2 separate regions of the Zea mays genome follow, and region 2 is linked to region 1. The links are chromatin contacts, called in public Hi-C maps. All regions are on one chromosome and are shown on one strand. Each heading gives the region's core, a stretch centred on a gene start, on an enhancer-like site or on the middle of the called end of the contact. The rest is flanking DNA. Distances are from core to core; before and after follow the strand shown.

What was found. A called contact is a pair of places that touch in the nucleus more often than the background predicts.
Region 2: a contact with region 1 is called in a Hi-C map of leaf, with 2.7 times the contacts expected there. The contact joins the promoter of LOC100282948 here to the promoter of LOC103650547 in region 1. A contact is called at or near these places in 8 of 25 Hi-C or Micro-C datasets (bundle sheath, ear, endosperm and 2 more) and 1 of 3 datasets of contacts at active chromatin or transcription factors (leaf).

Annotation. Positions count from the first base shown.
Region 1 is chr3:129,742,144-129,747,786 of Zm-B73-REFERENCE-NAM-5.0, forward strand. LOC103650547 (protein MODIFIER OF SNC1 1) reads left to right here and starts at 1,492. Exons shown (of 9, transcript XM_008676125.4): 1 at 1,492-2,088. The coding sequence starts at 2,057.
Region 2 is chr3:130,026,031-130,031,455 of Zm-B73-REFERENCE-NAM-5.0, forward strand. LOC100282948 (ATP-citrate synthase) reads left to right here and starts at 3,144. Exons shown (of 11, transcript NM_001155853.1): 1 at 3,144-3,439; 2 at 4,576-4,752; 3 at 4,854-5,096; 4 at 5,201-5,252; 5 at 5,347-5,425. The coding sequence starts at 3,341.

The sequences.
Region 1 (5,643 bases), core at 242-2,741:
CACCGTCCTACTCCTAAAAAACACCTTGAGGGGCAACCCCGGGTGTGCGGTCGGACCCAAAACACCGACAGCCCTCTAGACTATAAAAAATCTATATTATGCAGCGGGGCATATTAATGCTTCGTAAATAAATGATGATGTGTATTGAAATTAGTTTTTTAAAAAATCTAAGAAGCTAGAAAATATACGTCGGTACAAATTAGCACTTCGCAGGTTGAAAAATAAGAACGACAGTCGTTGAATAACATAAATTCTGATTGCTCGACTATGCATGTCTGGAGGCTAGCGCAGTGATGCCCAGCTCCCTGGAATCCTGGAGGGTTGGATCGGTGAGATGGCGAACGACGATCGTGTGGAGGGTGTGGTCTCATAGACGCTCAGGGACATGAGCGTGACGACTGAGCAGTGGGCAACGCGTGCCACGTTGTCCGTGTGCGCCGGGCATCCATGTGCCCAGCCCTCCCGCCCTGTTGGCTACATATACTATTTTACTACTAGCATATAATCCGTGTTAACGCTACGTTCCTGTAAAGAGGAGAGGGGTGAACGATGACGGTGGTGACGCGAGGGGAGGGATTGATGGCGGTGGGGATGCGAGGAGGGGAGGGCTAAAGGATGATCAAATAATATTGTTCATTTGATTTGAGTGAGCAAAATATATGATGTTATTCAACGATCTGAACCGTTAATTTTGATGTTATGTTAAATATAGGTGCAATTTGTTTGATGGATTTCGTAAATATTATATGTGTGTGGATTATTTGGTTGGATGTGTTTTGTAAAGTGTAAACTGGTGTATTATATGGTGTTATAGATACTAAATATTGGACCCCTAATAGTTTTGGGCCCCCGGCCGTCGCCTCCCTCGCATAGGCTCAGGGCCGGCCCTGGACATACGAATAAGAGGTGTTGAAACAAATGAAAGAAAGAAGTAATGCATAGATAGGATTCACACATATGGACAAAGACAACAAAGTTTTAGAACGCGTTTCACAACTACATTTAAACAAGGTCTACTTTATTATATATAGATGTCGTCGCAACATACAAACACCTAGCTATAAAAAGGAAAAAGGATGAACGAGGATTTGTGCCATTACTATTTAGTTGTCAACGATATATCGTGTAAAATAAAAAGCTATACTGTAAGTTAAACTATTTTTAAAGTAAAGTTTAAATATAGAATAAAATAAAGGGAAATTTGGATCCATACCATTAAAAGATCACTACTTTGGATCCATACCATTACTATCTCACTTACATGTGGGTCCACATGAGTCAATGACATGTGGGGTCCATGGTATATATCTAAAGTTTGGATCTTTTAATGGTATAGATTCAATTGTTCCTAAAATAAAAGATAAGATAGTTGCTCAAAACGGTATTGGTAGCAAACTTGCAACGCAAGGAGTATTAAACTATCGCCTCTTTGATATCCTTGGGTCGCACGGAACGTCCAAATCATGGGGTTCGACGTGGCCAGCCAAATTCATTCACCCCCAAGCCGGACACCGGATCCTATGCTCCCTGAAGCCACACCATTTACAGATCTCCTCCGCTCCTGTTCCGCCACGTGGTTTCCTTTGACATCTGTGCCACGAGAGCACGGGCTTCCGTCCCCACGTCCACTCCCGCCACGCCACGCGTCCGTCCTCCCAGATCCTTCATTATCGCTCTCACGAGCGCCTCCCCAACCTTCCCTCTTCCCCTCCCCGCGTCGCCTCGTCATTCCGCCTCCAACTCTGACGAGCGGCCCCACCTGTCATTGTCTCCCCCGCCGCTCGCCGGACCGGCAGGGCGACGAGGACCCGTTTCCCCCTTCCTGCTCCGGCACCCCCATCGCGTCCTACGCTGCTGATCGAGCGAACCCCATCCCCCCTGATCGCTCCGTCCGTTCGACCGCCTAGGGTTTCGGCGTTCCCCTGCCTCCCCGCGCCTCCTTGGAGGCGGTCCCAGATACCTCGATCTCGCTCCGCAGTTGGTTCCGCTCGATTCAACACCGGGGAATTAGAGAGGTGGTTTCCGCGGGGGAGCTGCTTTGCGGGGAAGTGGGACCATGGCCTCGAGCCTGGTTACCACGGACAGGAGGTTCGTGATCTCCATCCCACGCTCCCAAACGATACAATTATTTTCCTATCTTTTCATTCGCAATTCTGGTCTGATCGTGTAGTGCATGTGCATTGATACGTGTGGCTTTTTTCTTAAAGAAATAGAAAAAGTATTTGTTTGGTGTGGGGGAGTGGGGGTGTCGGAGAGGTATAGATGCTAGCTTTTGGATGTTTGGGTTTGATACTGAGCTGCTGGCCAATCGGCTCAATAGAGCTACAGAGCTCAGCTGGTGTGGCACTTGTGTCATCATGTGAGGACCAAAGTGTTTTATTTGTGAGAATTATATGAAGGTTTTGTTGGTTTGGACATTGGATGTGTCCAGTAATCCAACTTGCGTGGACAACACCAGAGACTGTTAAATGATGCAGTGATTTATGATCTGTGCTGTGAGCTCGTCCTGGAAATTCTGGATTTCTGCTTACGATCTTGTGCAGATGGTCCTCCTCTCTTGATAGTTTGCTTACGTTTTTTTTCATATTTAAGTCACCCCTTCTGTTTTTTTGCTTAATTTTTCTGTGTCATCTATTTGTGATTTTATGGTGTGGTTAGTAAAAAGCTTGGATGCTCTATGCCTCTATTTGTACTAACCTCTGATCACAACTATAAGTTCTTCTAGGTTTGTCTTTGTCATGTCAAACTTTATTCTTATCTTTACCATCGGTTTAAATTTTTCAACAGAAGATTGAAACTAGCAGATTCATTGTGAAAACTACTTTAGAATATATAACTCTTCTCATTAGGATAATTATATATATATATATATATTAATATATTACCAGTAAAAATTGAAAAAAGGCTGTCTTACGACAGTCCTAAATGGACTTACATTTGTGATAAGAGGAAATAATATTTAAGTTGAGAATCCCAAATTTAATGTTTGTATAATAACATTGCTATTAATAGCACTTGCATTAAACATGAGGCCCTAAGGCCAATATATATACACCGACCCATGAAGGTAAATATGCACTAAATCCCTTAAACAATGGAAAAATACATGAAAACATAAATACACATCTAACATCCCCTCAAACTCAAGGTGGATCAATCACATTGAGTTTAGAGAGAGAATTGATGCTGATCTCTGGTCTATGCCTTGGTGAAGAAATCAGCCAACTGAAACTCAAGACACATATCAAAGACCAATGGCATCATCCTATGCTCATGTATAATAAGCATCAACACCAATATACTGAGTAAGCCCATGCTTCACCAGATCATGAGTAATATTAATAGCACTTGTACTGTCAGACAAAAGAGGAGTCGATATAGACACAGAAACACCAAAATCAACAAGCAACCACCATAGCCAAGTCACCTCTGCCATCGCAAGAGACATAACACGCAACTCAGCTTCTACGCTCGAATGGGAAACTGCTAGCTGCTGCTTAGTCTTCCACGCAATGAGGGAACCACCAAGAAAAACACAATAAGAAGAAAGTGCTCGACGATCCGAGGAATCACTAGCCCAAGTCGTATCACAATAGGCATGAAGCTGCAAGGAGCTAGAGCAAGGAAATAACGAACGACGAGAGATAGTTTCACGAAGATAACGTAGAACACGAAGATGATTGTATTGACTATTGAAGCTGAGCGGGGGCATAGACAAACCGACTCATGACTTAGAATATACACAGAGTACGAGATATCAAAACGAGTAACATCAAGGCATGGCTACCAACAATATGACGATAGCGAGTATGATCTGAAAGAGGCTCACTATCAGTGGCAAGTGGCATGAAGACAAACGTTGAGCTCCATGGGAGTTTCAACAGTGCGGTGATCAATAACGAAGCTTGATCAAGAAGCCCCTGAATGTATTTCTCCTGAGAGAGATAGAAGCCCTTTGGAGTAGAGGAAACCCCAATCCCAAGAAAATACCGAAGATGACCAAGATCAGACATACGAAACTGCTCACTAAGACACACCTTGACAAAGGCAATGCATTGAGAATCATCCCCTATAATAATCATGTCGTCAACATAAAGAAGAGTCCTACCTAGGGGTGGTAATGGATCACGATCCTAATATTTCTTCACAATTTGTTTGAGCCCTTAAATAATAATAGTTAAAAAATGAATAGAAATAGAGCCTGATCCTTATCCGATCCTTAAATTTTATAGTGTAAAATTTAGTGCCCATTACCACCACTAGTCCTACCATGAGATGATGCGTGCACAAACAAAGCATGGTCATGAGTACTGGCAGAAAAACCAACAGGAGTGATCACAGAAGCAAAACGTTGAAAAAGCCTGAGGAGCTTGCTTGAGACCATAAGGGTTGATTTGGTGACCAGGGGATCCTGGGAGGATTGGAGGGGATTGAGGGGGAAATAAACTAATTTCCCCCTCAATCCCCTCTAATCCTCCCGGGATCCCGGGTCACCAAATCAACCCTAAAGGGAATGACAAAGCCAACAAACCATCGCCCACAGGAATAGAATACCCAGGTGGTGGCTACATGTAAACCTTCTCACGCAACTCACCATTAAGAAAGACATTTTTGACATCAACATGATCGATATACCACTCATGAACAGAAGCCACTACAAGAAGGGTGTGAAGTTGTGAACAGTAATCATGTGAGCAATAGAGCAAAAGTCTCATCATAATCACGACCATGTTCTCGCTGGAAGCCATGAGCAACAAGACGAGCTTTGTAACGCTCAAGAGAACCATCGGAGCAAGTCTTAACCTTATAAACCCACTTATATGTGGTAGGCCAAACATGAGGGTGATGAGGAACAATCTCCTAAGTGCCAGTACTCTCAAGAGCAGCAATCTCCTCAGACATCGCAAGTTGTCATTCAGGACGAATAACAGCATCACGATAGGAAGTCGGCTCAGAAAGAACAGATCTAGCAAAACCCTGCCATGTAAACAGGGCCAAAACCATAGCGATCTACAGGCTGACGAGTACGAAGACTATGACGAGTAATCAGCTTCGGAGAGTTATCACCAAAATATGGCCCAACCGAAGAAGATGAATCAGTAGGGGAGACTGAAACTAGAGAAGCAGACACACCAGAGGAAGGCGATGGAGTAGTCAAAGAACGATGTTGTGTATAGACCTGTGTCACAGGAGGCTTGATAGTGTAGTCGGGACTCGGGAACTAGAACAGAAGTCTCTGAAGAAGACAAAGACGTGGACATAGAAGGAGGCGCAACATACGAGGGCACATGAGGAGGAGGAGACACAACTGGAGGTGGTAGGCGGGAGAGTGGCACACTTGCTATAGCAGAATCAGGGATAGACATGAAAGACAGAGGATCAACCAAAGATGCAAAGGAAGCTTTAGAAGAAGGACGAGGGTAGAAAGGACGAGTCTCAGTTAAGACAACATCTCGGAAATTCCACATCCGATGAGCAACTAGATTCCAGCAACGATAACCCTTATGCTCAGTATTGTACCCAAGGAAGATGCACTCAACAGACTGCGCTGTCAGCCTAGAGCGCTTGTGATCTGCAAGAAGCACATAACACACATTGCCAAAAAGATAAAGGCTGGAGTAATCAAGCATCTTGCTAAAGGCG
Region 2 (5,425 bases), core at 1,894-4,393, 290 kb after region 1:
TAGATGTTATCTATTGTCTAGTCCTTGCACTGTTTCTAGTCAAACCGATGTGATTAAATACATGTTGCAAAACCCAATCATGAGTGGTAGAATTGGTAAATAGACTTATGCACTTATAGAATATGACTTGTCTTATAAATCATTAAAACCTATGAAGAACCAGGTTGTAGCTGATTTTATTGTAGAACATCGGATCGGTGATACTCAGGAACTAGACATATCATACCTCACTATTACTTCATGGACTCTGTATTTTTATGGGGCGGTTTGTAATGAGGGACAAGAGATTAACATCGTGCTTGTTTCACCAAGGAATACCTCTTTTGACTTCTCTAGTTGATTGAAAAAATATTGCACTAACAATCAAGCTGAATATGAGGCCCTCTTATTCGGTTTAGAACTTTTAGGTTATATGGGAGTGAAACATGTGAGGGCATTTGGTGATTCTTAGCTAATTGCCAGCAAATTTTAGAGGAAAACAATGTTTAGATGACACTTTAAATAGTTATCTTGAAAAATGTTGGGACATAATCCATTCTTTTGACGAACTCAATATTCGACATATATCCATACATGAGAATTGTAGAGCTAATAACTTGGCACAAGATGCATCAGGTTATCAGATAAAGCGTGGGAGATTTCATAATTCTAAAAGTCCGATAAATGGTGTTGCGCCAAGTTCCCAAGTCACGGACCGTCCGGGCTACATAGCCAGACTGTCCGTTGTAGGATCGGATCATTCAAACAAGGAGTCTGGACCGTTCACAGGTAATAGAGACGTTTCCTTGATCAATTAGGCTTACAATATAGTTGATGTAATTGATTGGAGGACGCCTATAAGTAATTACCTACGTAATCCTAGTGTTAGGACAAACAGGAATGTTCGACGTACAACTTTCAAATATATTTTAATTGACAATGAACTTTACCACCGAACTGTTGACGATGTCTTGCTTAAATGCTTGGGCTGGGTTGATGCTATATTAGCTATGGACTAAGTACATGAAGGGATTTGTGGTACTCATCAATTGGCTCTAAAGATGAAGTAACTATTAAGAAGGCCTAGCATCTATTGGCCTGACATGATAGCTAATTGTTTTACATACTACAAAGGATGTCAAATATGTCAGAAGTTCAGTGATCTAAAGTTAGTCCCCATGGCTGAACTACATATTATTATCAAACCTTGGCCCTTTAGGGGTGGGGTTTGGACTTTGTAGGAGAAATTCATACTTCATCGTCAAAGGGGCATTAGTTTGTGTTAGTTTCCATAGATTACTTCACCAAATGGACTGAAGTCATTGCTCTGAAGAATATGACACGTAAGGAGGTAATTGAGTTTATAACTGAGCATATCATTTAAAGATTCGACATTCCTCAAACTTTGACCATGGACCAGGGGACTTCTTTTATGTCAAAGGAGGTACGTGAGTTTGCTGAATTATATAAGATCAAATTGTCCAGTTCCTCTCCATATTATACTCAGGCCTAGGGATAGGCCAAGTTTAGTAACATGACATTGATTAGCCTTATAAAGAAGAAGATATTTGATCATCCTAGGCATTGGAATAAGGTTTTGTTTAAGACTCTATGGGCTTATAGAATATCTAAACACCGTGCTACTAAAGTCTCTCCTTTTGATCTTGTTTATGGACAAGAAGCTATTTTACATGTGGAGATAAGCCTAAATGTTATCAGTGCCAGACAGAATGACCTAACTGTCAAGGATTATTATAATTTGATTATGGACAATATTGATGAACTAACCGACAAAGATTGGTGGCTCTAGGAGAGACCGAGAAAGACAAGATTATGGTTGCCAAAACTTACAACAAGAAGGTCAAAACTAAATCATTCTAGGTTAGAGACCTGGTGTGGAAGACCGTCTTGCCACTAAGAAGCAAGGACCGAAAATTTGGCAAATGGTCATCAAGTTGGGAAGGCCCTTACATAATCACACAAGTAATCGTTGGTAATGCCTACATGTTACAAACTTTGCAAGGTGAGGACCTACCCAAGATGCTGAATGGTCGTTTCTTGAAGCAATATCATCCTAGTATGTGACAAAATGCTTAGATAAACTGATATTGAAATATCAAGTTGGGTCCAAACTGCACAAGTGCTTTTGGTTCGCTCAACTTTCCCAAAAGGAAGGAGGCATGTGTTGAGCACCATTTGTGGCACTGAGCATGCTCGGACGGTCCGACCAAGAGGTCAGGACTGTCAGGCCTGCGGAATGGTTCGCCCATAGGCACGGACAGTCCGCGATAGGATTAGATCAGGCAGTTGAAATCCTTTTCTCCGCGTGTGTTTATCCCTCTAAACTCGCGGGAGTTGTTGGAGAATGCCTAGGAACGGGTCCAGACCTCGCCCTTATATATTTGAAGGGGTATGACCGATTAAAACACCCATCAATCAAACCAGTCAACCCGTTTTTCAATTCCTCTACTTTCTTGCCCTAGGAGTAGCGAGGAACGTATCGTTCTTTGTATCAATCTTCACTTCTCTTCGACTCTACGTTGTCTAGAGGCGTCTTGAGTGGCCTACCGATTCCAAGAAAAACCCTAGGATCTCTCCTCTCTGACGGATCCCTCCGAGGGGCGAGGTCCAGGTGCCGTTGGCGAACGCTGCCAGCCCTACGCACATGCGGACCTTCCGGCCATTAGGCGCGGACCGTCTGGCTCGGCGCGGAGAACATCGTTCCTTCTGTCAGATCGCGGACCGTCCGTGCCACCGCATTAAGGCCGCCAAGTGGAACAGCTCAAAAATGATTGGAGCCCATATCGACACTAACAGTGAGGCTCTAGCTCCCGCCAAAGAATTCTAGCTCTCTTAATCCTCTCCAATATTCTTGCTCCAAACAATCTTTAGTTTATCTCCAGTAGATCTCTTATTTCATCTTATATCTTATCCTTTATTTTAAACATTTTACGTCCACTATTTTACATACTCTAAAGGGTTTCTACCGTAACATTAACCAAACAAAAGTAGAGGGGCACGGAGACTGTGCTAGCAATCTAGCATGTCACACCACTCGCCGCACCAACCCAACCTGATCCCATCCGCCTCCACCAAACCAAACCGCCCGAGGGGGCCACCCAACCAGTGACCGATAGAAACCAACAACCACCACGGCGCATCGCGGTCGCGGCTGCCCGCCGCTTTTCCCTTCTTCCGTTGCGGCCTCGCTATAAAAACCGTCCGTCCAGTCCGCGCCGCGGCCGCGCACGGCGAACCCGAATCCCGAGCACAGGCCGCCGCTCGCTCGCTCGCTGCAGCTACGCACGCACGCGCCTGCTCCTCCCCTTAGCTTCCACAAGGCTCGACTCGGCCGGCGGCGATGGCGCGGAAGAAGATCCGGGAGTACGACTCCAAGCGCCTCCTCCGGGAGCACCTCAAGCGCCTCGCCGGCATCGACCTCCAGATCCTCTCCGCGCAGGTCGGCCACTCACTCCCCAGTCCTCTCTTTCCCCTGCTCCTCGCTCTCCTGCGGTGCGGTGCGGTTCGTGCGCATCGGATCGCCTTGTCGTCTGTGGGTCGGGTGGGGGGGGGATCGGGCCGCTAGGCGTGTGTGTGTGGATCTCGGCGGTGCCGGCCCCGGATCCTGCCCCTGCCCCTGACTCTTCTGGGGCTGCGCGTTCACCGTAGGAACAGGATCGGGGTCCGCAGTCAGCTCGCTCTCTTAGGATTCCGGGGCCAGGCTTCGAAGCCTGGGCGTTTGCGGTAGAGGCGGTTCGTTGGGCTGATCATTTCGTTATTAGTAGGTGAACTGGAGGTTGGAATGCTCAGCACGTCTTCCTTTTGTTATGGAGGTATAAGAAATGTTTAATAATTGGGTTGCTAAAATGGGTTTCCAGGGTCTATTAATGTTGTGGTCATTGAAATCTCAACCTCCATAAAAACCAGAAATTTCTTAAGTATCAGTATCTCATAGTTTGGTTTAAGTAGTTTGGTTGAAAGGAATTTTACTCTGAATCTTTGATAAACAGGGCGTGTGTCAGAAACAACATCATCTAGGCAACGCCAAAAGTTTGTCTTCGTTTTTTAGTTGCCATTCACCGATAGGAACAAAGAGTTCACTTTATTCGTGTTCTCTTAGAAAGTACACTTGTTTAGGCCTTGTTCATTTGTGCCGGATTGCACCCGGAATCGTTCCAGCTAATCAAAGTTTATATAAATTAGAGAATCAATCCGGTTAGGAATCGTTCCGACCCACCAATCCGTAACAACCGAACGGCGCCTTAGTGTTTTGTGTTTGCTAGGTTTATTGGTTGTAGAAACACAGATCGAGTTTGGTTACTCCCTAGTGAGTTGCTTCTTTCATTATATTTATGTTTCTTTCATTCACTATAGCATCCCTGATTTTTGCCATTACAAAGATTGTCTCGTTGATTATGATTGCCACTAAGTCTATGAATTGTGGGTCCATCTGAGTCTATGCAATGTGGGTCTGGTGGCAATTTTGTGAAGCCCATTCTTTGTTGAGCTCTTCTTTGTAATGGCAAAATCCAAATTTCTCGTCTTTTTACATATTCCTCAAGATGAGATGATTGAATTCAGAATGCTTAATCACAGGTCACACAGTCAACGGATTTCACTGAGCTTGCAAACCAGGAGCCGTGGCTCTCATCTATGAAGTTGGTTGTGAAACCTGACATGCTCTTTGGGAAACGTGGGAAGAGTGGGCTTGTGGCCCTCAACCTAGATCTTGCCCAAGTTCGCCAATTTGTCAAGGAGCGGTTGGGAGTTGAGGTACTGTCACGACTAACATATTCCCATGTTTTTTACCAGCACAAACTTTGATTACTAAAGCTATTTATTATCTTTATGAATGAATTTGCTCACTTATCTAGGTCGAGATGGGTGGCTGCAAAGCTCCAATTACAACCTTCATAGTTGAACCATTTGTGCCACATGACCAAGAGTACTACCTTTCGATTGTATCTGAAAGGCTTGGCAACACCATTAGTTTCTCAGAATGTGGAGGTATTGAGATCGAGGAGAACTGGGACAAGGTTAAGACTATCTTTCTTCCCACAGAGAAGCAAATGACACCTGACGCATGTGCTCCATTGATTGCCACCCTGCCATTGGAGGTAAGCTATTGGCTTGGAACTCTTTATTGCTGACAATTCTCAGATTCTTGATTAACCATCAGTTCTCAGTTGATTCTCATTGATGATCCGTGCTTGAATTTCAGGTCCGCACAAAGATAGGTGGTTTCATTAGAGCTGTATTTTCTGTTTTCCAAGGTACTCACTCTTGCTTTTCAAAGGCAGACAGTTTGTAGTTGTTGCTTTTCCAGTTTCAACACTCAACATAAGATGCTCATTGGTTCTTTTGCAGACTTGGATTTCTCATTTCTTGAGATGAACCCATTCACCTTGGTAAATGGTGAACCGTATCCTCTGGATATGAGAGGAGA